Linked DNA regions of Mus musculus: regions 1, 2, 3, 5 and 6 are each linked to region 4. Evidence: chromatin contacts called from public ChIA-PET, HiChIP or PLAC-seq and promoter capture Hi-C data. All regions are on one chromosome and are shown on one strand. Each heading gives the region's core, a stretch centred on a gene start, on an enhancer-like site or on the middle of the called end of the contact. The rest is flanking DNA. Distances are from core to core; before and after follow the strand shown.

The links. Promoter capture Hi-C pulls out the DNA fragments that hold promoters and counts their contacts. ChIA-PET counts read pairs in DNA pulled down with a chosen protein or histone mark. HiChIP or PLAC-seq counts read pairs in DNA pulled down with a chosen protein or histone mark.
Region 1: a contact with region 4 is called in a promoter capture Hi-C map of hippocampal neurons, with 2.6 times the contacts expected there. The contact joins the enhancer-like site here to the promoter of Zc3h13 in region 4. A contact is called at or near these places in 3 of 39 promoter capture datasets (cranial neural crest, hippocampal neurons and maxillary cranial neural crest), 5 of 115 datasets of contacts at active chromatin or transcription factors (embryonic midbrain, embryonic stem cells and forebrain) and 1 of 9 other capture datasets (adipose tissue).
Region 2: a contact with region 4 is called in an H3K4me3 HiChIP or PLAC-seq map of embryonic hindbrain, with 4 times the contacts expected there. The contact joins the enhancer-like site here to the promoter of Zc3h13 in region 4. A contact is called at or near these places in 3 of 39 promoter capture datasets (cranial neural crest, hippocampal neurons and maxillary cranial neural crest), 1 of 484 Hi-C or Micro-C datasets (the G1E-ER4 cell line), 5 of 115 datasets of contacts at active chromatin or transcription factors (embryonic forebrain, embryonic hindbrain, embryonic stem cells and 1 more) and 3 of 9 other capture datasets (adipose tissue, liver and pancreatic islet).
Region 3: a contact with region 4 is called in an RNA polymerase II ChIA-PET map of memory CD8 T cells, with 192 read pairs. The contact joins the promoter of Lrch1 here to the promoter of Zc3h13 in region 4. A contact is called at or near these places in 1 of 39 promoter capture datasets (pre-B cells), 2 of 484 Hi-C or Micro-C datasets (B cells and embryonic stem cells), 1 of 115 datasets of contacts at active chromatin or transcription factors (memory CD8 T cells) and 1 of 9 other capture datasets (liver).
Region 5: a contact with region 4 is called in an RNA polymerase II ChIA-PET map of memory CD8 T cells, with 93 read pairs. The contact joins the promoter of Slc25a30 here to the promoter of Zc3h13 in region 4. A contact is called at or near these places in 2 of 39 promoter capture datasets (embryonic stem cells and hematopoietic stem and progenitor cells), 1 of 484 Hi-C or Micro-C datasets (B cells), 2 of 115 datasets of contacts at active chromatin or transcription factors (effector CD8 T cells and memory CD8 T cells) and 3 of 9 other capture datasets (adipose tissue, liver and macrophages).
Region 6: an H3K4me3 HiChIP or PLAC-seq map of embryonic basal ganglia shows a contact between it and region 4, with 3 times the contacts expected there. The contact joins the enhancer-like site here to the promoter of Zc3h13 in region 4. A contact is called at or near these places in 4 of 39 promoter capture datasets (the HPC-7 cell line, cranial neural crest, frontonasal cranial neural crest and 1 more) and 8 of 115 datasets of contacts at active chromatin or transcription factors (astrocytes, embryonic basal ganglia, embryonic forebrain and 4 more).

The regions. Positions count from the first base shown.
Region 1 is chr14:75,565,098-75,568,157 of GRCm38.p6, reverse strand. No RefSeq gene overlaps it. Among named protein-coding and RNA genes, the nearest start is that of Gm36060, 14 kb to the right of the region's middle. Within about 2 kb of position 1,572, at least 31 of the 459 cell types and tissues checked have an H3K27ac peak or open chromatin away from gene starts, as enhancers often do. A contact at or near this core is called in forebrain and hippocampal neurons, where this site is marked.
Region 2 is chr14:75,539,804-75,543,147 of GRCm38.p6, reverse strand. No RefSeq gene overlaps it. Among named protein-coding and RNA genes, the nearest start is that of Gm36060, 12 kb to the left of the region's middle. Within about 2 kb of position 2,042, at least 26 of the 459 cell types and tissues checked have an H3K27ac peak or open chromatin away from gene starts, as enhancers often do.
Region 3 is chr14:74,946,274-74,949,504 of GRCm38.p6, reverse strand. It overlaps Lrch1 (leucine-rich repeats and calponin homology (CH) domain containing 1), which reads left to right and starts at 1,628. Exons shown (of 19, transcript NM_001252132.1): 1 at 1,628-2,121. The coding sequence starts at 1,845.
Region 4 is chr14:75,282,688-75,286,130 of GRCm38.p6, reverse strand. It overlaps Zc3h13 (zinc finger CCCH type containing 13), which reads right to left and starts at 1,765. Exons shown (of 19, transcript NM_001359875.1): 1 at 1,466-1,765. Cpb2 (carboxypeptidase B2 (plasma)) reads right to left here. Exons shown (of 11, transcript NM_019775.3): 11 at 2,576-2,900. The coding sequence ends at 2,716.
Region 5 is chr14:75,785,344-75,788,730 of GRCm38.p6, reverse strand. It overlaps Slc25a30 (solute carrier family 25, member 30), which reads left to right and starts at 1,694. Exons shown (of 10, transcript NM_026232.3): 1 at 1,694-1,806.
Region 6 is chr14:75,621,135-75,624,639 of GRCm38.p6, reverse strand. No RefSeq gene overlaps it. Among named protein-coding and RNA genes, the nearest start is that of Erich6b, 19 kb to the left of the region's middle. Within about 2 kb of position 1,574, at least 9 of the 459 cell types and tissues checked have an H3K27ac peak or open chromatin away from gene starts, as enhancers often do. A contact at or near this core is called in embryonic basal ganglia, where this site is marked.

The DNA.
Region 1 (3,060 bases), core at 323-2,822, 280 kb before region 4:
GTTGCGTCATGTGCCTGCCAACGTGAATTGAGCTCCTCCTACTGCTACGTCTCCCCATAAATGATGGGACGAACCACCCTGAAACCATGAGCTAAAATACATCTATCCCTCCCAGTTGCTTCTGTCAGGTGTTCTGTCACAGGGATAAGTTAAGTCGTGAATCTATCCATCACACAATCTTGTCCTTGAGTATTTGTGGATCTTCCCAGAGCAAGAGTGCATAGAGGAGTTAGACTGCTAAGTATAAACAAGATGTAGCCTTTTAGACCATCAAGAAATGCCTATGAGCCTAAGATCACACACTGAATGGCAGCCTTTAGATGACTGAGTCCCACTGAAATACTCCCCCTACTGCATTGATGGTCTCTAATGACCCCAGTGGAATTTAGGAACAGATTCCATGAATACAAAACACTGTTAGAATTAGTCTTATCTTGACAACCAGTTGTCACAAAGTCCCAGGTTTGTTGAGATCCGGTTCTACAGAGCTGGCTCTCAGGGGGAAATGGATTTTGATTTCCCCATTGTATTCTAACTGCAGCACACTTTGGAAGGAACCATTTGTGACGAGTAAATGACAGGAGGAATAAATAATTCAGATCAGTTTTCCTTGTAAGGACTTGGAGTGTTTGCCTGATGCTCAAGGTTAGGAATTATAGCTCCAAGGGATGGAGGTCTCATTTTGAACATCCTTTATTTCTGTTAATAAAGGGGCCCTGACTTCTGCTAATAGAGTGGCCTACAGTGTTTGCCATGTGAGGGTTCATGTGGCCCAGCGTGCAAGTGCTTTGTATTTTGGATCCAGACAGACCAAGTCTAAGTTTTGGCTATCTCATTTAATTAGTTAGGAGTTTCGGGGATACTTATTTAATTGCTTTGGAACTCGATTTTCTGGACTGCAAAAGACAGGAGAGCAATCATAGTTATCTTAGAGGTACAGGAAACCTGGGTCTAAAGCATACTTAGAGCACTTGAATTTTCAGCAAGTGTCTGTTATTAGGACTTTTCTCAGAAAATAATGCTAGCCTTCACAGAGTTGGCCAGTGGATTCGGAAAGATGAACAGTGTTAAGCATTTAGTGCCCTCTGTGCTGGTATAGGGGTGTGAAGGTAACAGTTTAACACGACTTGTTTATTAAGGATCCAGGCTTGATAATTCTGCTGTCTCTTGGAGTATCTGTTCCTTCCAGCTCTCCAGGGTAGGGCCTTAGCTCATCTGTGATCTGCTTCTCCCTGAACCAGAATCATGCACACAAGGTACGACAGTGAAATTCATCCTCCAGGTTCACGAAGCACACAGTCTGGCACGTTAGTAAATATGAGTGTTGTGGGGAGCTGGAGGCGTTATAAATCCGTTTTACAGAAGTGAGGGTGGGCGTAGAGACTGCCTGTGTGTCTAACCCTTTCTCATTGCAAATTAAACATCTTTCCTTTGATCCCATATTGTGGCAAGAAACTAACATGAATCTTTGATCCCGTGCCAGTATCTAGAGAAATTACGAGGTCTACCAGGATGGGATAATAGAGCATCATCAAGACTTCTAGCTTTGGAAATTACTTAATCTCCATTCTCAGTGGCTGCTGCTTTGAGACAGCTGTGACAGAAAGGTCCCAAGTGCTATTGAGAACAGCTCATCAGTTCAGAACAAAGCTGATTATGTAAATTGTGCATTAAGATGCAGCTCCAATTTAATTTTACTCTGTAAATAAATATCCCATTAGCATCCATCTGTTGCCAGTCAGGTGAGGCCTTCTCTAAGAGAATACGGCCAAGACCCCAGTGGCTTCTCTCTAAATGCTGATGGGGTGTGGGAGGGTGAGGATTAAGACACCCAAATTCTCTGTGTAGAACTTAATTTGGTTCTCTAAGTGGCAAGTCAGCTATGAGATCAATCGAGGGCAAGAAGAAGCTAGGATTGGCCAAGAACAACAGGACACCTCATCTATTTTTGGCCCTGCTCATTGAGGACACACGCAAGCCTTCTCTGATTGTTGTCTCCAAGATCAATAATAATTATAGCTCAGCCTATTCCCTCCAAAAATAAAAACATTTCAGCTGATGAGAGGCGAGCACTAAATTAGCGCGCCAGCTCTTCTGGCTGCAGGGCAATTTATCAGGCAAAGCCGTTCTTGTGAGCATCGTCTTTGCTGAACCTGAGGATACAGCTCCCCCATCAGCACAGGGAGTGTTGGACAATGGTACTGGCTGGCTGCCAGCACCAGAGGGAGGGTGGCAGGGAGAGCGCATGTTTCCTCTCTTGAGCTGTGCTGCCCAGGTTTCAGGAGGCTGAGTTGTAGAAGCTTCTGCTATTTCCACAGTAATCTATCAACACAAGGAGCAGAAGCTGTGCCACTATTCACCCAGCGGAGGATTAAAACCTGTGGTGTGTTTGGGTAGTGCTGCTGCTATGAGGAGCGGGACTGGTAAGAGGCTGGGCACAAACCCAGGAGACCCATTGTGGCCTATGCACTCTAACACTTAAGGCGTTTTCCCCACAGTTAGTGACTGCTGCGGCTGGCTAAGGACATCCCGGGAGAAATACGAAGAGGCTCTTCAGCAAGGCAACTAGACACGATGCTATGAGCATCAACAAAGGCTTTTGAACGTGCCATTAAAAGAAGACAAAAGTAATTCCTCCCTCCAAGTAATGAGGCCCATGGATTCCAAAGAAGATCTGTCTCCCCCACATTCTTTTCTCCACTGGAGGCCAAGTTGGAAGTCAGAGCATCTGCCCCAGCATCCCTAGTGCAGAGAGAGGACTAAGCTCCTCCCCTTTTCCTCTTCTTGTATCGAAGTTGATTCTGATGCCAGACTCCACTACCTGCCACTATCATGGCTGTGCTGTGACCCTTGTTGCCTGTTTTGATTGGGGCTATTGTGGCTCAGAGTAATAGAACTCTTGACAGTTGTTTAAAATTGATATTTTCCTTTCTCACATAACATTTCAGAGGCAGTCGGGTCAAGACTAGCACAGCAATTCACCATTGCTGTTAGGGCCAGCTCTTTCCTTCTGTCCTCACAGCAGATTGAGGTGTTGCCTCAAGATAATGATTTTATGAT
Region 2 (3,344 bases), core at 793-3,292, 260 kb before region 4:
ATGCCTGTGTGTGAAGATACAGGTGGGGACATAGAAGTGATATAGACGCATTTGACATGAGTTTCATATGCAAAGTTCATATAATAATAATAATAATATGCTATAAAAGAAAACTGACAGCAGTGACTCTACTTGTGACCCAGATGCTTTCTTGTTCTGTAGGGACCGCTCTGGGAGCTTGTTGGTTAGGCCAAGGGACAGTTGAGAAGGAGCTGAGAAGGAGCAACTGGGAGATTGTGCAACTGAACTCTGCCAGGATGATGATGTGAATGGCTGGTAGAAATAAAAGCTTCCAGCCACTGTGCAACCCTAGATGGTCTGAAATGGCTTTGTAGCCGAGGGTGGCCTTGAACTCACAGACCTCCACCTGCCTCCGCGCCCTGAGGGCTGTGATTAAAGGTGTGGGCTACAACATTTGGCATCTAGTCGTTATTCTTGACACATAGGCTACTTCTCCCACTTGACTGTCTCCTGTGACCTTCAAAAGAGTCTCTGGATTGCTCCCTACAGGGGCATACTGTGGTTTCTACTGGAATCTCTGGACATTTATGATTCTAAGATGCCAAATAAAAAGGTTTATATATAAAAAAATTCATAGCATCTCAATTTCTTTTAATGACACTATAAAAAAAATCTATTTGTTTCTCAAGAAATGTAAAAGGCACTTAGCCCAGGGTCCCTGGTGCTTTATCACTGTCTCTTGAATCAAGGCATTAGTTGGCCTTCCAGGAAGCTGGAGAGTTTCTTAGAGAAGTATGGAAATGTAGTTGCTTCCCCTCCCATCCCCCCAACCCCCAGTAAGGGAGCCAGAGGGCTGCCTGCTGTGGCCAGAGGCTCCTCTCAGGGCCACTTTTTTTTTTTTTTTTTTTGGTTTTTCGAGACAGGGTTTCTTTGTATAGCTCTGGCTGTCCTGGAACTCACTTTGTAGACCAGGCTGGCCTCAAACTCAGAAATCCACCTGTCTCTGCCTTCCAAGTGCTAGGATTAAAGGCGTGTGCCACCACAGCCTGCCTCAGGCTGACTCTTTAGGAAGGTCATTGAGAAATCCCAGCTGGTCGTTCTTTCCCCTAGCTCTAGAGGAAAGGCAATGTGGGTTTTACTTTTCAAGTCACCTGTTTAGCATCTGGATATAAACCCACCAGGCTGGAGGTGGGAGGTCAGAGTGCGGCGCTTCCCACGCACAACCGCACAGCCGCACAGCCTGCTCTCTCAGCCTGCCAGGGAAAAATCCAGCTGATGCCATTTGACCCCCCTGACCCGCCCTGCTTATTGGGTTTCCTCTCTCTCACTCACCCAATTGTTTAGGACAACTGAATCAAGCTGACATTTTGATAATAAACTCCAGACGGAGTTGAGTTTTCAAATTTGGTCTTTCTTTCCTGTAATGTTGTTTTCATTGATTCTGAGAGTCTCAGGAACGCTGGTGTTTCTTTTACAAGCCCTGGGCAAGATGCAGACCTCCACCTGGGAGTGTGTGCAAGAACAGGCTGCCTTGGTACAGAGAAGGCTCAGCTGTCTCCTGTTTTTTCTCTTACATCCACTCAGGAAGCAGAAAGAGGGCTGTCAGATGGAGCTGTGTCAAATGAAAATGTTTGGTAATTTCAAAGCTACTAAACCAAAAACCTATTTTCTGTAGAAACATAGTCCTGGGCATAATATTTTCTCTTTTTTCGTAACTTGTGTCTGTAGCCGTTTGCATTACTTGGACACTAGCAGAAAATAGGATTTCTCACCTACAGATGGAGAAGAGAAAAGAGGCCTGCCTAAACATTAGGTAGAAATTGCTTGTCAAGTTTGATCAATTCTGAGAAAATCCAAATCCCCTTTGAAGAGATACAGTTGATGCTGGAAGATTAGATGGGGTCGTCCTTATGCAGTCATTGTGTGGCTAGATTGTCTGCATATGCAGCCTGTTTGCTAAATGCACCATACATTTGCATCTAAATGGTCCATAAATAATTTGATTCTGCTCTGCAAAGTGCCACACAGAAACCCCCTCCCCCCCCTCCCCCCGCTGGGCGTGGGAGATGTGTCAGTTGGACTCTCCTCGGTCACTGCTTCGATGGTGCTATTATCTGACAAGGCACTGGGGAAAGAGTACAGGAATCTATTAGTGAGAGCCTGTTTCCATTATGAGCTGAGATTTGAGTGAGCCGGCAGAGAAATCTTTCATTATGTACAGCATTTGGCCTCCAGGTCTCAGGGCCAGACTGATAAAAGTAATAAGGAAAAAAAGCTGAGGCTAGTCCGGTGGAGCCCATCCCCCACTCCACACAGCCACCACGATCTCAGCAATTTTGCTTTGCGTGTTGTGGACCAGTGTAAGGTGTCAATGATCAATGTCCCTGCTGCCTTCTGTGAGGACGATGACTATACATACCTGTTTCATCCATCCAACACTGGGATGTGTAGCTCTAGCACACACATTCCCGCCTGAGGTGACTGGGTACCCCTAAGGGTTTTTAGCTTGGCCTGAAAGGTCCTGAAAGAGAGAGAGTAAAAAATTATGTAAGCCTCTAGACTTGTGTCCAAAATAGACCTCACTAATGGCAGGGAGTAAAAGTTTAACTCACCCCAATGTTCCAGGATGTACTAAGCACAAAGTAGAAGTTTAACTTGCTCCATTGTTTCAGGAAATGTTCGTACAGAATACTCCAACCGTTCCTTGAACCCGTTATGCTTGCCAAATGCTACAGCCCAATGCCAGGCGTTTGAGGTTTCTGCCTTTATAAACCCCTTACCCCTTGAGCTGGGGGTCGACTCCTCTACCCCTGTGTGGGATACAAGTCGTCCCCAGTGCACTGGTCTTTCCCGATTTCCCCAGTGCACCGTCATCCCGGGGCTTGAGCGAGGGTCCCTCCTGTTTCAGGGGACTTTCAGGCCAGGTATTAAGATCAAACTGCAGTGAGAGGTGCTGGAGAAATGGCTTCGTGGTTAAGAGAGCTTGCTGTTTTTCCAGAGGACCTGAGTTTGGTTTCCAGCACTCATATCAGATGGTCTGTAACTCTACCTTCAGGAGGCCGAGCGTGAGCATACGCATGCGCACAGGCGTGAGCAAATCAATTTAAAAAGAAAAACAACTTCAATGATGGCAGAAAGCTAGTGTGTTGCAGGTGGCAAGCCAAATCATCTTGGGCTATCTGTAGCCCTCAAAGTAGCCATTCAGAGTACAGCTCTGTGAAACCGGACATTCTTGTTGGCTATTAGGTGAATCTTGTTGGGTGTATAAACGGGTCTCTAGCCTCCTCTGACCCAAAGTAAGAAGGCAGGAATAGCACTGCCAGCAGCTCCCTTCTGGCTGCTCTTGTCGCGTGTCGGTTACTGCAAAGCTGTGACTTTTTACG
Region 3 (3,231 bases), core at 379-2,878, 340 kb after region 4:
TGCACCTAAGGCTACCTCACTAGGTACCCAAAGCACACACCAGAGAAAAGAAGGTCTCTGGCACATCGCGCTGGGAAAGCTAGATTCTGCATGTGGAAGAATTAAACTGGATCTCTGTATCTTGCCCTGCCCAAAGATCAATTCAAAATGGATCAAAGCACTTAATATAACACTCAAAAACCTTAAATGGTCAAAGGAAAACAGGAAAAAACCCTCCATGATGCAGGAATTGGGAAGGATTCTCTGAAAAGAGCCCTAAGCTCACAGGAAATGATTACAAAAACTGTCAAGCAAGATTGAATGAAATGAAAATGCTTCTACACCACAAAGGAAGCAACAGATCGAAGAGACCGCCTACAGAACAGGGTGAAAACAAAACTAAGCTTAAGGCACAGTTTATGAAATCATAGAGACTTGAAGGAAGTGGAGCCAGAGAGGAGGAAGGTGGTGGGGGGTGAGGGCGGCACACCACTAGGTGGCGCCTGTTTCTTCCGGAATAAGTAGGATTTGCTCTCAGCCTGGAATCTCAGGAATTAAGGGGTAGCCCTGTAGCGAAGTCCATGCAAGTGACATAGATCATGTCATACTTAGTGCTGAGCCCAAGAAGTCATTAGGTCCACGCGGCTGCCTAGACTATCACAGATCTGCATTACTGTAGTATGTATGATAAAGTTGTATCATGTCCATACTTCACTCCAGCCTCATTTCTCCAAGCCGAGTCACTCCATAGAGACTATCAAGCTTTGGGTCCCAGGCTGTTAAGGTGTGGGAAGGGAATGGAGGCTTTATCAGTCTTCCAGCTGGGTGGCTTTAGGTGACACAGGTCCTCTGGCTCTTCCATGGGGTGCAAGGCCTGGCTCAGGCGCCCACTGTAGGTCAACCCATGGCAGAAGATTTGTTTGCAATCAGACAGTTCAGTTCCCATGCCTCACATGAATAAGAAGGTGGCGCACCCGGAACATTTCATAGTACCTAGGCTTAGGTTTAAGATATGACCTTTGTGATCACTAGGTCTTTGGCGTTCTAACGCTTGGAGTAATAATTTGGGTATTTTATCATAAAAATTACCCTTTCTCAAAGCCCTTCCTCTATAGATTTGTCTATTTGCCCTGAAGTCTTTCTTGTTCCTGTGGTCTGTAGTGAAGGTGCAAAATTTTGGTGACTGTGGGCTGCGTGTTCGAATTCTGCAGGGGTGATCGCGGCTCGCTTTAACTTCCTCTCGCTGAAGGAAGCAATTTTTCCACTCACAGATTTCCTGGATTTAGTGAGAGATTTTGTATGGTAAGCACCTAAATGCCAGGGGGCGTCCGTGAGGGTAAACCCACAGTGGAAAAACTGCTTTTGGGGGCAACTCTGGATCAATCAACCAGAACCACTCTCCTCCCTGTGACCTTGTATTCCAAATCTTGTCTCCCGCCTCGCCTGGGTTTTCATAAACGGCTTAAAAAAAATCCCAGAAGACAAAAACGAAACCGACAAAATACCCTGGCCCGCAGATGTGTAAACTACAAGGGGTCGGGCTGGAGAGAAAGTCACCCAGAATGTGCATCCAGTTCCAGCCAGCTTCGGGGGTGGAGCGCCAACAAGCTGCGGAGGAGGAGCGGCGGGCGGGGGCGCGAGCACGAGCAGACACAGGCGCGCCACCGCTGCCGTCGCTGCCGCCGCCGCAGCCCTTGGCTCCCCCGGCTGGAAACCTTGGCGATCGAACTGCTGCCTCCACCTCTGCGCCGCTTGCCGCCCCTCCCGCAGTCCCGCGGCTTTCGAGGGAGCGCTGCGGGGACTCGGGACCGCCGGGGAAACCTGTGACCCCGCGCAGGAGCGGCGGGGCGGGGGACCGGGAGAAGATGGCGACGCCGGGAAGCGAACCCCAAGCTTTCGCGCCCGCTCTCTCGGTAACCGCCCTGCACCCGCATCTCCACCAGCACCACCAACACCACCAACACCACCAGCACCACGGAGGCACCGGCGGCACCGGCTTCAACCTGCCCTTGAACCGTGGTTTGGAGCGCGCGCTGGAGGAGGCGGCCAACTCTGGGGGCTTGAACCTGAGCGCCAGGAAGCTGAAGGAGTTTCCCAGGACTACGGCCCCGGGACATGACCTCTCGGACACGGTTCGGGCAGGTGAGACAAGGCCGGGGCTGGCCACGCGTGTGCGAGCCGGGCTGTCGCTCCTTCCCGCCGGGCCCGAATGTGTTACTAGATTGGCTCGGCAGGAGCGGGTTCTGCAACGAGCACGGTGGTTGTAGCGGGCACGGTGGTCCTCCTGGCCCCGGCGACCTGCGACCGTGGTGCAGGAGCGCAGGGATGCGCCTAGGAGCTGTTCCTGGCGCGCGGGAAGTGGGGGCATCTCGGGCGACCGCGAGCAAGTCCAGAACACGAACCAAGTCGTGGACCTCTACATGGAAGCATTCTGCGTCCTGGTGGGTGGGGAAGGCCAGACAAAGGTGGCCGGCCGTCGGCTAGCCCTGTCCTCTCCGCGTAGTGTCGGGGCCCCGGCCTCCGCGCCGCGCGACCGTGGCTTGCTGCAGCCAGAGAGGCGGTGCCAACCTTGGTTCTGCGCCTGTGCGAGCAGAGGCTGGTGTCTGGCTCTCCGCCCACACATTTTGGTTCCCTCCACCGGGGCTCCCCGGTTCTCACTAACCCCGGTCTTTGCGGGGGCCCTGGAGGGGAAGCGTGGCATAGTAAATGAAAAGTAATTAAAGTGAGCCTGTTTGCCAGTGTGAGCCCGGCAAGTTGTAACCCGCGCCACAGAGCAGCCTGCTTCTTCAAGTTGTGTCATGTGTTGACATATTTTGGAGATGTCTGCTTTCCCTTTAGTAGTCGGAGTTGTGGGAGTGGACCCATAAACAGGAAGGAGGGTGGTGGAAGAGGGTTGGGGCCTTGGGAATCCGTGCAGATCTGACTTAAGTTTCCGACCATATCCTGTTCTGTTCTTTGCGGGACGATTTGTACCCCAGCGAGCGCCTAGCGTTTCCCAGGGCAGTGGGTGCCCCACTTTTGTGCCATTGCCTAGACCTCACGACTGTCGTTGTCTCTTCCGACTTGCATCAGGTCTCTTAGGCTTCTGAATGGCTTGGCTTTCAGATGGGGTCCTTCAGCTACTTATAAAGGAAGACTAGGGGGCGGGGCAGGGGAGCCAGCTGTGGCTTTCGGAGGCTAGGTTTCTGGTTAATTCCATAAACATTTAATCAGGAGACCAATTGAAAATTTAGATGGAGTTCTGAGTCCATT
Region 4 (3,443 bases), core at 516-3,015:
TTCTAAATTTATATTACAGACATTAAACTGAGGTAAGTGTCTCCAGTCTAGACATTAATCAGGCCCAATCCAGATAAGCTTCTGAGATCAGGTGTTCAGGGTGATACGGCCTGCTGAGAACAGAGAATATACTCAGAATAAAGGTTAGTGTTCACTCCAAGTCACCAGTAAACAGAAAGCAAATAAAGAAGCTGTATCCCTGGATTGAACATATCCAGGAAAACAAAAACAAAAACAAAGCAACACAAAACAACAACAAAAAACCCAAAAACCAAAACTACACTGTGTACAAACCTTATTTACATTATTTAAAATTAGCATAAAGTACTTTTATAGGATTTACATTGCACTATGTATTAGAAGTATAGAGATGATTGAAGGCATATAAAACATCGTTTTCCAGAAGGGATTTGAGTTTCTGCACATTTAGGTATCTGAGTCACCCCCTATGTGTTGGTATCAACTACATCCTACCAGATGCTCACACTGAAACTCAAGTTTCAGGGCACAACCGTTTGCACAGAAATTGTGACATTCCTACATCAGCTTGCTAAGTCTCCAGATGAAACTGTCATCTGATATAATCTAACTAAGAAGTTGGAGGTTATTTAAAAATTTATACGTCTGTGTTGCGAAATATTGTTGTTTGGATTCTAAAGCTAGTAATGTTAAGTACTACATAGCAAAACTAAGCATATAGGCAGAGCCGCATAGTGATCTGGACTAACTAAATAAACATATCACAGACTTTTAAACCCTTAAATGCCAAACTTAAAGGTCCAACCTTTTCAAATTATTTTTTTTTGAAATTCACAAACCAGGAGAGACTGTGCACGCCCATAACTGAAAGAGTTCAAATTATCTGAAGACTCCTAATAAAACGAATTAACTTAAGATACTGCCTCTCACAAGCAAGATCCTACCAATATCATCCAAGTATTTTCTTCAACTCTGAATACTTTTCCAGCCACATAAATGTCAACCTGCTTAGCAAGTGATACTGCCAGATATATCTTCTCCTTTCGTTCCAGCTTCCCGTTGCCTGGGAGTATAAAGATAAAACAGTACTCCTACACTCCCAATAGTATTTACTGCAGCCGGGAAATAAGCAAGACCAGGAACAATCAAAAGGACTCTCCTTTCTTCAATAGATCTGGAATACGTGAAGAAGGCAACTCTAAATCCAAGAAACACAACTGCTGCATCCTTTCACCACACACAAATGCGACCACCACACCACGGTATCCGAGTCCGCCTGCTTCCTGACACAGACTGCAGAATCACAACTGGAGCAACAGCCAGATCTAACACCAAGAGCCTCTGCAGAGTCAAGGGTGGGATGCTCAAACAGCGTTCAGAAACACAAGCAGCACAGAACAAGGCGAGCGAGGATGGAGGCCACAGCGCAGGACGCCCACACGAGCCGGGTCCAACGCCTCTTCCCATCCGCTCCCCGAACGCTTACCTCCTCTCCAAGCACCCTTGTAAGCGCAGTCTTCAGGACGTCCCTGACGCCTCAGCTCCGGCTGTCCCCGCGCCCGGCCCCGGGAGGACGACCAAGAGGACGTGCACGCGCGGCTCCCAGGGGCCGGCCCTCCTCAAGCGGGGCGGACGCCGGGAACAGGGAGCAGCGGAGCCGCCCGGATCTTCTCCCAGCTCTGGAGAGCTCCGGACACGAGACGAGAGACGCACAGAAGCCACTGCAGAGCAACGCTAAGACCACAACTCTGCCTGGCCGCTACACTGGCAGCATCTAAAAGCCGACGGAAGTCGCGAGTTTGCCCGACTCCTCCGCAGGCAAGGCAGCTTCCGGCCCCCAGATTAGTCGTCATCGAGTAAGCCCCGCCCCTCTCAGACCACGCCCCCTCGCGTCCGACGCGAGGGCAGTGCGGAGTGTGTTCCTGACGCCTGTTTACTAAGGTCTGGGGACACGGAGTCAGCGTGGGAGGACGGAGATTCTCAGTTGACTGAGATTCTGGTTTTCACCGTTTTCCATCGCATAAAGTGCTACTTTGTTTCGGCAGTAACCACCAGCCTGGTGCGTTTCGAAGCTGCAGATTTTGACAACCGCCCGTCCCCCGCCTGGGCCTGAAGCTGGAGCAGAAATGCACGGATTGCGTTTTCAAGAACAAGAGCAGAGACTGATTAAAATTTTAGGGTGCAAACCCTTGAGGTGCTACAGAGTGCCTTTGCTTTTCCTGCTTGGATCCAATGATCTCCGTAGATTTAGGGTAAAAGTTGCTTAGGAGGAGCTGGAGAGATGGCTCCAGCCGTTAAAAGCGGTTGCAGCTCTTTCAGAGACCAGGTTTGACTCCCATCCCCCACGTGACTGCTGACCACCTTCTGTAACCTTCAGTAACAGCGGTTCCCCATTTTCTTCTGGCCTCTGATGGGGGTCCAGCATAAACCTGGTGCTTAAACTCACACCCTCACGCCCCACCACACACACAGTACATCTTAAAACTGCTTAAGATAGCTGTTCATCATAAATCAAGGGACGGTGGGGTGGGACCAGTAGCTAACCTCTTAGAATAAAAATAATAAAAATAAAAATGTTAAAATACACAGGGGGCCATTTTCACTCTTAAGCTCAAAGTAGTGTGCTTTTTATTCTTCAACAAAACCAAGGAAACTGATTCAACTTAGAAGCTAATGCAACAGTTAAGTGTTGCTGAAATCAATAAAATAAAAATAATGAGAGCGGAGGTTAGGGCATTAAGTGTTCCTGATGACATGCCAAACTATTTTAGAGATGGCGGCCAAAGCTTCTGCACAAGTGGGTTTGATGTATCTCTCAGGCAGCAAGAATCCGTATCTGCCTGTATCTCGGAGCTCAATTGTAAACGAATATTTGATGCCCAAATCATAGATCCAATCGTCAGAACCTCCAGGAGCTAGATCTAAAAGAGACACAAAATATATTTATTTCATAGCAACAAACACTTTATTTCATTGTAGAAACGAAAATAGCTTCCTTCTGGATGTTACCTAAATTTCTTATCTGAAAGTTGTAGTCATCTAAAAGAAACCATGTTAAGAAAGAAAACACATGTTGCCCAGAACTCAACAATAATCTGATTAAGGAGTGATAACTGCCAATAACATTTTAGTACATTTTACAGTGCATGTACTTTCTGTCTTAATTTGTAACATTTCTGGAAGTAATTATTGTAACATTACCAAATGTATCATTATTGTGTTTGAATAGACATTATTTTGAGTCATTTTAAGGGATTGCATTGTAAACTATAGTTGATTCAAATAATTTTGTTGATAAATAACTTAGTTTCTTTAGAATGAGCACCATTGTCCATAAATCAATGTTTCCTACTTCAGTAGCTTTTCTAGAGTTAAAGTTCCTTGACTAAAGTGGTGTACCTTTTACAGTTACCACACTTGTCACCAAGTACTAATCAAAAGAATGGAACCTCTCTCCTCCCAGG
Region 5 (3,387 bases), core at 445-2,944, 500 kb before region 4:
GAGAGGCATATTGTTTGTGAGGGTAACACTGATGGTCAACCTGACAGATCTAGAATCAAGGTTCCTGGGATACCCATGAGGTATTATCTAGATTAGGCATGCCTGTGAGGGATGTGTGGGGGCAGGGAAACTGAAGTGGGAAGACTCCCCCTGAATGTGGCCAATACCTTCTATCAGAAGCTGATATACAAGGAGCCCCAAGGGAAAACCCTTTGCTTGCTTGCCTTTGCCTCTTGCTAGTGAGCGCTTCTGTCATTGCTTCTAAATTCCTTTGCTGGCACCAGAACCAGGCTTCATTGGCTCTCCAAGATGGACTGAAGGCCATTGGTTCTACAGGAGCCTTGGCATCAGATTGGGACTACTGAGGCACCCAGGCTGCTGGTATGAGCAGCTGCCAGGTCCCCCAGCCTTTTCACATTGCAGGCAGCCATCCTTGGACTGACTACCCAGACCATATCATGTGAGGTGGCTGAATAAATCCCCTTTGAATATAGTCATTATATTGGTTCTTTTTCTAAAGAGAACCCAACTACACTGTTTTATGTTATGTGACACAATATAAAAGGAAACACACAGAAGAACTTTATAACAAAACTTTCCAAGGACAATCGGCAAGGACTATTGAGAACTGGTTTTGAGAACTGGTAGGCATTGTGCTGGAGAGCAGAGAGTGCTAGACGATAAAACATCCCCAGGACACAGAAGCAAGGGCTTCCAAGAAACAAACCCAGCAGTCCACATCCGTTTTCAATGCAAAGAGGAGGGGCTTTGTTGAGGAGATAGGAACCTTGAACAAGCCGCATCTTGCTCTATGCACCTTGCTCCGTAGGTAACAATGACAAACTGGCAGAGTGCATGTCCAGAAATGAAGGAAGTCTTGTGAATATCCGCCATTGTTCTAAAGGTTTCTAAATTTAATCACGAGGAAATAATCCCACGAATCCAGAACTTGACAAGACAATTGGTCTGGACCGCAACTATGCCAAAGTTAAGAAGAGTTTAGGAAACTAGAGGCTCCGGTCAGATTGTAAATAAATAGCTAATGAAAAAAAGAAAAAGAAAACGAGAGCTCTGGTTTAAGAAGTTTACGAGAGGTGAATTCAGATGCATTGGGTTGATTTTTAGTAGCTCCCGAGTTTCCTGTGCGCATGTGTGGATGACCTTTTGAGACAGCAAGGGGATATAAATATTATCATATTTATATGGGATATGATTGAAAATGTACTCAGTCTCTTGTATATGATAAGTGGTAATTTTTCAAGAGTTCGGTGTGAAAGGAATAGACACAGAAAGAATGCAAGAGTTGCGAAATGCTAGCGTTGGTGAGTCTGGGCTCTCAGTTTTCAGTCAGCACATTTCAAATTATAAAGCTCTATGTTAAAAACAGTGAACGCAAGATGATTCTTTGCGACTGCCGAGGTTCTGGGAGACACGGAGAAGCCCCTCTGAAGAAGAGTCTGTGGCTTCCCGGCTTCCCCTTCACAGACCGAAGGCAGTGGGGAGCAGCGAGCAGCCCGCAGCTCGGTTCCCAGCAGTGAGAGCCTGAGAACCCCAGTCTGGTTGCTTCTGGGACCCGCTCTTCCTGGGTCTCCTTGGCTGTGGCTGGAGGCGTGGCCTTGAGGGAGCCGGTGTCGACAGTGACCAATGAGAACGTGGTGTGGGCGTGTCCGGGCGAGAAGCGGGCGGAGCCGTTCCCGGCTTGGGCCGCGCCCGCCGTTCGGCGGCCTTTTCTTCCGCTCCCGCACCGAGGTGCTCCCAGGCGGCTGCACTGGCTCCGAGGAGTAGCAGGAGGAGCTCCGCCGCGGGGTGAGTTCCCGGCCGCGCTGCTGCCTTGTGGACCTGGCCAGAGAACCGCTGCGGCGGGTTTGCTCCGGGCTGAAGTGCGCTGGGGTTCGCGGGCTGGGGTTCGGTGGGTACGAGGTTCCGGAGCCCGGGCTCGCTCTGGGACCCGGGCTCGCTCCCGGGTTCTAGTGGTTCTGCGGGATCTGCGGAGGATGGCTGAGGGGGGCGTCCGGGAGGCTCAAGGGTTGCACCCTTTGCTGCGACACTTCTTCCTCCCACCGGTGTGCGCCCCTCCCATCCGTGGGCAGAGACGGTGCAGCTTCAGCACCCGCGAGCTCAGTACCCGGGATAGGGCTCTTCATCCATTGAATTGCTGGTGTAGGGCTGGGGATGTTGCTCAGTGGTTGAGCTATTTATTGTATACAGGGTCCCGGGTTCAATCATCAGCGTTGCTAAATAGGCGGTTAATAAACAATGTCCATTTTCTTTAAGGTAATGGGGCGCGCGCGTACACACACACACACACACACACACACACACAAATTGCTCGTGAAACAACAAGCTAGGTTGCTGCTTGCGAGTTCGCAAGAACCTGTCAAATGAATTGCTCGAAAAGTTAACGTGCTAATGCGTTTTAAAGGCTTTTTAGGTGTAATTTCAGGCAAAACACTCAGTAGTCAGGATTGTTCTTGCCTAAGAATAGCAAAACAATGCTAGAACGAACGCCCTTGTAGATTCTACATTCGGAGATGTGTTAGTGTGAAGCTGAAAGGCATGGATTTAGATCTTAGCAGTGGCACTGCCAACTTTTGTAACATGGGCTTAATTATCTCGTGAAAAAATGGTACTATTTCTAAAATGTTTTTAAAACACCATATTTCATAAGTATGTGTTGAGTTTGGTTTTTTCTTTTTTTTACCTGTACACTTAAAAAAAGATTCACCCAGTCTTATTTATGTGTCTGTGAGTTTATATGCGAAGTACTTTTGGAAGTCAGAATGCATCAGATTCTCTAAAACAGGAGTTCTAAGCAGGTGTGAGCCACTTGATGTGGATAGTGGGAATCGAACCCTGGTCCTCTGGAAGAACAGGCTGAGCCATCTCTCGGCCCCTCACTGTGTGCTTTTAATGAAGAATAGGAATAGGAAAGGCTTATGAAAAGACAGTGTAATGGGGGAGAGATTTATGAGAACACGAAGGGAAGAGTATGTGATTACGGTTTAAGACTGTACACTGAAAGAACAGACCAAAATGAAAATGATTTATTAATTATATAAGAGGAACTTGGAGAGCCCGCAGAAGTACTAGCAGTGCCAATTTTAAAGAATAATCGTACAAAGCAGTGAGTTTCATCACACTGACTTCATAGCTTTGTTTCTCATCCTACCCACCCGCCCCCTCCCTCCATCGACTGCCTGCCCAGTTAGAGCCCTTCTACTTTCTTTTTTTTCTCATTTTTTAAAATATTTTTTATTATGTATTTTCCTCAATTACATTTCCAATGCTATCCCAAAAGTCCCCTATACCCTCCCCCCCCCACTTCCCTACCCACCCATTCCCAATTTTTTGGCCCTGGCGTTCCCCTGTACTGGGGCATATAAAGTT
Region 6 (3,505 bases), core at 325-2,824, 340 kb before region 4:
TGAGGGTTTCCTCTGGTCTCTACACACACATATGTGTGCACCTATACACAGATGCACGCACACACACAGAGAAGAGCATGTGCTCCATTTGGTCCCAGACGTGCCATTTACAAACAGCAAAACTGGTTTTGCCCCATAGTCCTTGAGATGGATTTTTCATCCAGAAGTTCTGCTCTCAGTAGGACCCCATAGGCTCTAAGATGATAGAAAGAGATAGTTGTTGTTGTTGTTGTTATTTGTGGAAGTCTTATTATGTAATCCTGCATAGCCTGGATTCCACAGAGATCAACCTGCCTCTGATCTGTCCTCCAAGTGCTGGGATTAAAGGTATGGGCTATTACATCCGTGTCTTTTGTTGTTTGTTTGTTTGTTTGTTTGTTTGTTTGTTTGTTTTTTAATGAGAAACAGTAACACCACAACCAAATAGGCTTTGACACAACAAAACCAAATTCTGAAGTGGGGCTGGGAGAACTTGTGGTAGAGATTTGGGCCAGTTTCCTTCCTCGTGGGCCACACCATCCCGATTCCCTGACAGCAGCAAGCATAGGAGTCCTTCGGCAGGGTAGCCTGGCATGGCAGCCCTGTCAGGGCAGGTGTGACTGACAGGACTGTCTCAGTGGTTATGTGCTTCCACATAATCAAAGGGGAACGCTGACACTGGAATTCAGAGGCAGAAGGACCCGGGAAGTAATCGAGTCCCACCTACCGTAGGATGTGCTGATTGACAGCAGCAGCTGATTTGGAAGAACAATCATTGGCAGCTGACATGGATGTGGAAAGGAGGAGGAGACCATTTGGGACAAGGGCAGTTTTCAAGAGCATCCTGTGATCCCAGCACTCAGGAGATAGAGGCAGAAGGAACAGAGGGGCAAGGTTATCCTGAGATACTCAACGTGTTTGAGAACAGTCCAGGATATATGAGACCCTTGTTTCAAAAACCAAAACAAAAATAAAAGAACAACAATAAAAAACGTTTAAAGACTTAATCATTTCTTATTTGTACTGTTCCTCTCATCCGTTTATCAAGCAGGCCTAACCCTGCTCAGCTTCCCCGATCAGGCACAGTCACTGTAGTACAGCTATGGGATTATCTCTAACAAAGCATAATTTGATTTTTCTTATAGGCAGGTAAGAGTCAGGTTGACATGACTCCTATAGCGGAGTTCACAGGCTTGTAGTCTTAGATCTCTTTCAAAGTATTTGGGATAATGGTGGGGGTGTACCCCTAATTTAAATGATGGCTTGAATTGAGCCTAGTCTTAGAGGAAGGCAGGTGGTGGTTCCTGAGCATAGACCAGGGGACAGAAGCAACCAAGAGCAGCATCTTATTAGGCTCACGCTGGGCATGAGGGACCGTCAATCAACTAGATGCCTCTCGGTTAGCAAGGCTCGTACTCACTTCATGAGGTACTGCCTCTCTCTAGCAGCCCTCCCGCCATTACTCAGTCATACAGCCCTGATCTCGACAGTTCTTCATTAGTCCCCTGAGAAGACTTTTCTCTGGCTCTAACCATATAGCAGGGAACAGGAGTCTGGCTGTTGATTGGGGAGGGAAGACGCATATAATCACTCAGCTTGTATTAGCCCAGAGTGGAGTGACAAGCCTGCAGTTCATGTTCTCACAAAGATGATGAGCTGTCTCAAACCAGCAATTTGGAAAAAAAAAAAATCTACAAGACTCCAAGAGAATTTGTCACTGTCTATTCCCCTCCTCTTTCCTAAGTGTTAATGCAAATTTGCAGTTGAGTTTAAGATATTTTGAAATCGTCTTTTCTGGCATTCATTGATACCCCAGTAGAAGCAAAATGCTAAGTACCATATACATTGCTTATGTAGCCAGATAAGTCTTGAAACAGTGTTCGTGTTATGTATTTTTAAAATTTTTTCTCCCTCCCTCTCTTCCTCCCTCCCTCCCTCCCTCCCTCCCTCCCTCCCTCCCTCCCTCCCTCCCTCCCTCCCTCCCTCCTTCCTTCCTTCCTTTGACTTTGGCTTTGCAGTCTCCCCTGACCGGACTTAGAAACCATCTCACCTCGTTTGGTTCTTGAAGTTTTCAGTAAACCACTGCTGCTGTGTTGACATGGCTAACATTGCCCGTGGTTGTGCTTAGACTTTTTAACAGCTGCAGGCAAATGTGCTTTCTCCGGAAGAGAGTGAATGGCATCTGATTTTAGGATTTGTTCGAATGTTCTTTGATGTCTGGAAAAATTTGAGGAAAGACAATCTAAACCAAGGGGCTGGGCAAAGGCACAGAGGTGTGCGCTCTGAGGAAGTTCTGGGAGATGCTATCAAAAGCCTCTGCACCCCAGATAGGACACCCCCTGAAAACAGGAAAACTATCCCACCCGAAGTAGCTTGGTCAAGCAGAAAGCTTATTGGGGTGACTAACAGAAGTGTGGGTGATGGGTTACAGCACAGCTGCAGCACTGAGCAGCCCACCCCTGCCTGGTGATGATGCTTGGAGCTCACTGCGGAGCTTCGGAGGCTCAGCCAGTCGAAGGGTCTCTTGTCCCAGCAGTTGTTACTGCTAATGTAACCATTGGAAGGGGCCTTGGGAATCTTTTACGTTTCAGCAGCTTCTGCAGACTTCCATTGGTTATCTTTCCAGCCTTAACGAAATGTTTTAATGCTAAGGAAACAGTGACAAAGCAGCATACTTCAAAAATTCAGACACAAACATCTCTTGGATTGCAAAGGACAATGTTTCAGGTCCGGGAGCCTTAGAACCTCCCAGAAGTGGGATTTGTCTGTGAGCATCTGACATCACGTAAAGGAAAGGAGAGGACCCGCTGTAGGACGCAGAGTAAAGGGTAGTGGACTAGTGTGTGAGGGTTTCCATCGCTGAGAAGAGACACCATGACCAAGGCACTTCTTACAAAGGACAACATTTAATCGGGGCTGGCTTACAGCTTCTGAGGTTCAGTCCATCATCATGGCAGGAAGCATGACAGCATCCAGGAAGGCATGGTACTAGAGGAGCTGAGAGTTCTACATCTTCATCCAAAGGAAGCCAGGAACAGACTGTCTTCCAGGCGGCTAGGAGGAGAGTCTCAAAGGCCACGCCACACTGACACACTCCAACAAGGCCACACCTCCTAATAATGCCACTCCCTGGGCCAAACATATTCAACTGGATTTTGTGCCTCTCCTTTAGGTAATTAAGTTCTGAGTAATTCTGAGTATACACAGTTTTCAAAGGGTGATGGGCACATCGTTCACTTTTGCCAGCACAAAGGACAGAATCCCAAGCAAGCACTGCTAACTAGGGAAGGGAGAGTCTCTGTCTTTTTGCAGAACATCTCCGGTATCTGAGGCTTTCGCTGCCTGGTCTGTGTTGCTGTAGTACATTGTCCCCTGGGAATGACACAGCTATGACTGTCTTGAGATTAGAGCAGCTGACTTTCAAGAGGTCAGGTGTTTCTTTACTGGCAGTGGTAATGGTTTGTTCTTCTCAGCCTTCTTCAATCCTTTCTTTTTATGTGTGAGTACTCGTTTGTATGAAGATTTG